Linked DNA regions of Zea mays: region 2 is linked to region 1. A link is a contact called in public Hi-C data. All regions are on one chromosome and are shown on one strand. Each heading gives the region's core, a stretch centred on a gene start, on an enhancer-like site or on the middle of the called end of the contact. The rest is flanking DNA. Distances are from core to core; before and after follow the strand shown.

Evidence for each region. A called contact is a pair of places that touch in the nucleus more often than the background predicts.
Region 2: a Hi-C map of ear shows a contact between it and region 1, with 2.0 times the contacts expected there. The contact joins the promoter of LOC100280148 here to the promoter of LOC100382102 in region 1. A contact is called at or near these places in 3 of 25 Hi-C or Micro-C datasets (ear, leaf and tassel).

The regions. Positions count from the first base shown.
Region 1 is chr3:197,214,821-197,218,032 of Zm-B73-REFERENCE-NAM-5.0, reverse strand. LOC100382102 (dyggve-melchior-clausen syndrome protein) reads left to right here and starts at 1,695. Exons shown (of 18, transcript NM_001174863.1): 1 at 1,695-2,128; 2 at 3,046-3,212. The coding sequence starts at 1,930.
Region 2 is chr3:197,868,127-197,871,338 of Zm-B73-REFERENCE-NAM-5.0, reverse strand. LOC100280148 reads left to right here and starts at 1,614. Exons shown (of 11, transcript NM_001153080.2): 1 at 1,614-1,802; 2 at 2,911-3,200. The coding sequence starts at 2,930. LOC100383324 reads left to right here. Exons shown (of 5, transcript NM_001175982.2): 5 at 200-1,299. The coding sequence ends at 843.

The sequences.
Region 1 (3,212 bases), core at 446-2,945:
CACTGGAACTGCTTCACATGGATATATTTGGACCAACAACTTATGCTAGTGCTGGTGGCAACCTCTACCGTCTGGTTATTGTTGATGACTTTTCAAGATACACCTGGGTATTCTTTCTCCATGATAAGTCTAAAGTTGCATCTATATTTAAGAAGTTTGCCAAGAAGGCTCAAAATGAATTTGATTGCAAGATCAAGAAGATTAGAAGTGACAATAGAAAAGAATTTGATAACAGGTGATAATGCAGTCGCCCCAGCTGACTTGGGCGAATGGTTACAGGAGCGTGAGATCAAGACAAAGGTCATCAAATTGCATCTCCTGCGCGCTCAGACGCGTATGAAGCGGCAGACACACAAGCAGCGCCCCGAACATGAATTTGCAGTCAGTGACATGGTGTACTTGAAGTTGCAGCCTTATATTCAATCATCTATGGCTAAGCGATCCAACAACAAGCTTTCCTTTCGGTTCTTTGGTCCATTCAAAGTCTTGGAGTGTATTGGTATCTTCAGTTACTTGAGTCAAGTGCTATGCATCCAGTCGTTCATGTGTCTCAACTGAAGATAGTGGTGGGTCGTAATCATGTTGATGTGCCTCATTTACCTCATGATACTATACGTCTTCAGGTACCTCAGTAGATTCTACAACGCAGGATGATTACCAGAGGCGGAGAATTGATCGTTCAAGTTAAGGTGCGCTGGTCCGGCCTAGACATAGCCTTGGCTACATGGGAAGACACAGAAGAACTATGTGCCAGGTTTCCGGAGGTGCCAACTTTGGGGCAAGCGGCTGCTCAAGCAAGGGGGAATGCGAGCAATGACGACCATGTAGCAAGGGAGCAAGCGGAGAAGACAACGTCTGTGTCAGCTGTTCCGATGGACCGGCAAGGGGCGGGAAAGGGAGCACGTGAAAGACGTCCAAATACTAAATATCTCGGGCCGCAGTGGGCCGTGTAATTGTTGGGCCGTGCGTGTTGACAGAGCCTGGCTGTAATGAATCATATAGATAGATATGCTGAGACACATCTGAGAGGGTTAAGAAATAACACAGAACACAAATATTTTCCCTCTTCCAAGTTATCTCTTCTTCTTCCTCTGCCTATTCCAGAACCTTCTAGAAACTGCTAACAAGAAGTTAATAGGGACCCCATACTGTTAACTCGTGAGGAATTACATATTAGGGTCAGAGTATGGAAAAAATCTCCATGAGTATAAATATGGGATAAAATCCTCAACCATCGGATAAGCGAGTATGAGTATGGTCTAAACTCGATTACCTAGGGTAATATTCACTCAGTAAATTAGATGTGTAGTCTAACAGACAATAAGTACAAGAACTAACCCTACCTCTTGTAATCCTTTTAAAAACCAATCCTCCCAAACCTAGACGGTGACGGTATATGTGTCACCTCGTTTTTGCTGTTTTGTATGATTAAACAATGTTTTTCTTGTCTGATGTCAAATTTATTGGTAATGTATTGTTGGTGGATGTCGTATAACTGTTAATATCATATAAATTATAATGTGATAATGTTTTTCTTGTAGAGAATGTTGACCCAATACTTGAATGTTTATGAGTATAAGATGAATCCTATATTAATATATATATAAGTATGAAGATGAGAAGGAATATAACTTGGATAGATATGAGACGTCCTCCTTGAGCTTGGACACGGAATTGGCTATTTCCCTCATTTCGTAGTCCGATCAAAACCTCCTCAAACCCAACGCACCGACTAGTCGCTACGCTCGCACGTCGTACCCGACCTCATTCCCTTCCCTTCCCTTCCGCCCGAAGTCTCCACGCTCCCTTTCTCCCGTTTAAAACCTTCGCTTCGTCTCGACTCTACTTGGCCGGCCATTTCCTCTCGCCCAGTCCTCGCTCACGTCAAACCCTAGGGCCCGGGGCCTCCTACTCGTAGGCTCAGATCCAATGGGCGCGGCGCCGTCGACGCCGAGGCTGGGCGCGGCAGGCGCGGCGCCGTCGCCCAGCGCGGCGGAGCAGATGTTCACGGCGCTGGTCGGCGAGAAGGCCTACCCAATCTCCTCCGAGTTCTGGAAGCAGCTGCTCGAGCTGCCCCTCACCCTGCAGTGGCCGCGCGACCGCGTGCTGCAGGCGTGCCACGCCTTCGGTGAGTACCATCCCTCGAGATCCACGTCCAACCTGAGGAAATTTCGCGGCTGTGCTGATTGCTTCCTTGTGCTGTCGCGTCAGATGTTTTTACTCCCCCCTTCCTTTGAGTGTTTTGATCTGTGGGGTAATGCGGATCATGATCATGTGGTTTGTGTGGCTGGGGATCGTCGTTTGCACCGCGCGGTGGGTTCACGTCTTTGAGGCGAACCGCTAGATTGGCAGGGCGTTTATGGCATGTTGGCTACGCTGATTGTGTCGTTGGGAGTTTTTTTTAGGTGTCGATTTCTGCGGATTTTGAGGTTTCTGTGTGTTTATTTTATGATGGGGATCCTGCGGGGTTTAGTTGCCGTTCTGGCGAATTTCATGCTGGCTTGTTGGAATCGGTGAGGCATGTTCCTAATTACTCCGAGCCTAGCCTGGCCTTGATTTTGTTGCAAATTATGCTATATTGGCATGTTCGTAAACTGTGTTTGTTTTTACTTGAACTGACCGGGTTTATTTTTACTTGAACTAGCTCAGCGAGTAAAATGTGCAATCCCCGTTTTTGGTAACTGACCGCTTGAGGAGAAGGGAAGTGATGATTAAAACTGAACATTAAGTGCTAGCTGTCTAGCGCTAATTTTGGACATTTGATGGAAACACTGCGAACTACTGTATAATTGATGATTGGTTTTGTAATTCATGGTGTCAAATGCTTGTGGTTTGAACCACTTGAGACCAACGATTGTGCTTCATGCCCCCAGTAATTAGTGACCTTGCTGATGTGCCAATGCAATGGCGATACACTGCATACTGTTTCGAACTCCCACTTTAGTTCGCTTGATGCTCTGCTTTAACATTTATATGTTTGGATTTTCAAATATATTTAACTCGTAATTATCTATGCTTATGGGTCTTAGTTATGTGCATCTGCAGCCGAGAATAACTACCAAACAAAGCATCTTGCAAAGATTTTGATCCATTTGGTTTGGTGCTTGCAAGAGTGCACATCAACAACTTCTGTATCTTCTGTCGTATATCGGAGGGCGATCAATGCGGCATACATATCATCCATATTTCTCAAGTTCATCATTGAAAACGCA
Region 2 (3,212 bases), core at 365-2,864, 650 kb before region 1:
TGACAAGAAGCTCTGACTTAACATCAACCAAGCCCCTAATATGCCACCCGACCTCCGTAGAAAAAAACGCAGCGTGTCATCATTGCCAAGCTTTGTTGCATCCCACAATCAAAGCAACTCGGACTTCTGCTGATGTGTGTTTCCTCTGTATTAACTTGATTCTCATTCATTCATTCACTCATGTTATGTTCATGTGCAGTAAATCATGATGCTGGATCATCTGGCTCTGCTAACCCACTTCCTGTTGCCGCTACAAAACAGTCTGTTGATGGAAACACTCTACGTGCAAAGCTGGAAGTTAACAAATCACACCTTGCAGAGCCAAGCACAGAAGTTGAAGCAATATATTCATCTACAGAAGTTGACAAACTGCCACTTCCAGGGCCAAGCATGGATATCGAAGTAATGGACTCAACTCTTGAAGTTGACAAACTGCCCCTTCCAGAGCGAAGCATGGATGTTAAAGTTGTGAATTCGTCTCTGAAAGTTGACAAACTGCACTTTGCAGAGCCAATCACAGAAGCTGAAGTGATCCACTCATCTCTGCAAGTTGATGAACCGCTCATTCCAAAGCCAGGCATGAGCTCATCTCTAGAGAACACACCTGCTGTGAATGGCCACTCAGCCCCCATATCCCCAACCATTACTCCTACTCTAATAAGCGTGCCAACAGCAACCATGCCTGTCAGCAATGACAGATGCGGTTGCTACATGTCAACCAACAGAATCCAAGTCTACCCTCGCCACACTGATATGGTTATCCCGGAAGGCGCGGCCGTGCTTCCCATCAGCGATAATCAGTGGGTAGCTGTCAGCCTACCTTATTCCATGGAACAAAGGTGAGACAAACCCAGGGAGACAAAACCATCCATAAATAACTAAATATCTTATGCAAATAATATCTCTGAACCCCACGTTATAAGTTTACTGGATTTGGGTTTCAAAATAATATCTCTGGGATTGCTCACACCGGGAAAATGCAGGGATTTCTGTTGCCGTAATCCGGACTGCCACTTAGGAAGATAAAAGCAGACAAAAGGATGGATGCTTTGTGATGATTATATAGCTTGTGATGCTGAGCATTGCCCGTGATGTACTAAAATCTAGTGTAACAAGACTGCCTTGCGCTGGACTACGATTAGTGTCCCTAATGCGGAGACTTGTGTGACTCCTATTGTATCTAGATTAAGCTGTACTTGTTTGACTATGTGCGGAAGTCTTGAGTTACACTCCTATAGTAGAGGACTTGAACTCTGGATGGACCATCCGCAACATTTATCATGATCAGACTTTTTTCATACTTCCTACTTGAGCTTGTTGTCTTTCGGAATGCTTCTGTATGTTGATATGCGCCCGAGTTTGAGCATCTGCTGGATGCGGTCGGCATGCTGTTCGTTTTGTTCTGCGAATTGCGATTTGTTCAACTCTTCCCAGCACACTTCCTCAGCAAGACCTCTGCGTCGAATGTATAGAGAGGACCGAATTGGAGCGTTCACCCATTCGCGTAAATTGTCTTGTGAAATGCTTTCCAGTTGAATGCCAAACGTCGTTTCGTACCGTGTGCAAGTGCAACAAATGCTGTTTCCATCTGCCTGCCCTCTTTCAGCGCGTGCCCCCGAATGTTCCTTCCGAAAGCACCGCGCTCGCCTACAGATCACGACACCTCGCACCGCCGCTCCCACTTCCGGCCTCGCCGGTGCGTGCATGTGCGCGCCAGGGACGCCAATTGAGCTCGGCTCCAGCACGCAATCGGCTGCAGAGTGAGCTCAGAGCTCACCCTCTCCCTCTGCCGCTGCTCCGCTGTAAGTCCCGGCTTGCTACTAAGCTAGCTACCAGCAGCGTCTGCTGCCTCCTCCTCCTGCTGCTCTCAGGGAGCTCTCCGTTTAGACCAGCTCGTGTGCTTCTTGGGAAGAGGTTTCCGCGTTGCTGTTTCTTTTTCAGCCTCGCATTAGGATTTCCAGGGAAATCGGGGGATGCCACTATAGTGTCCCGCTGTCGGCTAATTTGGCGGCCAGTATTTTATAACTAATGGGTTGTTCGCTTCCAGCTGTAAACACTATAGAAACAGGTATGGATTAAAGCCAATCGAATAGGCTATAAGATCTATAGAAACATGTATGGATTAAAGCCAATCGAATAAGCTATAAGATCTACTGAGACATGTTGACTTCGTTACCATGTTAATATATCATATTTTTCGTTGACAACACGACTGAGGCCCTGTTTGGAAGCAACCCAGATTTAAAAAAACCAATTTTTATCTTTTAGATAGGAGAAGCCAGCTTCTTGGTTTTTAATAAACTAAGAATCTAATATCTATAAACTGAGTCATAAACTGGTATGTTTGGAACTACATCAATTTTTATAAACAGTTTGTTAAAAACTGGGTGCTTCCAAACAATGCCTGAGTAGCACCATCAGTCTAGTTTCTTTTTTATCCTTGCTGATGATTAGTGACGCGGTACTCGCCGTATGCTGTCAAATTCTTCTATTCTTTACCTGCTGGGAAATGGTTCTCATTTAGCCGTGTCCAATGTACGTATTTCACTGTAGTGATACGTATCTGAAAACTGCACTTCTGTGGACACTGATAGAGATGCTGAAACTTTGATCTGTGAACACATTCTCAGTGTGAAACCCTTCTTTTACGAGTGACTTAGCAAGTAAGGGGTAACAATAATTTTCCCTCAAGAAGATAATGCCATCATGTGTTTTGCTACATGTTAAGGTGTGCTTCGTTTCTTGTAGAAGATCAGCGGGGGACGTGGGTTACAACTTAATTAGATCACGTCTTGAAGCTCATTTGTTGTGTCCTTCGAAAGAAAACCATTTTCTTTGTTCATACACTTGCACTTCCTTTCTGATATGCATGCTGATTTTGAATTATCTAATCTCTAATGATTCATTTAGGGCCTCTTGAATTCTGTTCATGGTTCGGGGATCAAGACCATTAGGCCAGACTATTTCAAAGAAATTTTCAGACATGAGATACTCCAATATTTCCTGGCCATTCCTTCTACTGCTATGTTTTGTTTCGATGGCAGATGCAGAGTACATGAAGTACAAGGATCCAAAGCAACCTATTAACTCTAGAATCAGGGATCTTATCGGTAGGATGACCCTTGCTGAAAAAATTGGCCAAATGACACAGATAGAACGCCAGGTTGCATCTGCAAATGTCATGAAACAGTACTTTATAGGTAAGTTCTATA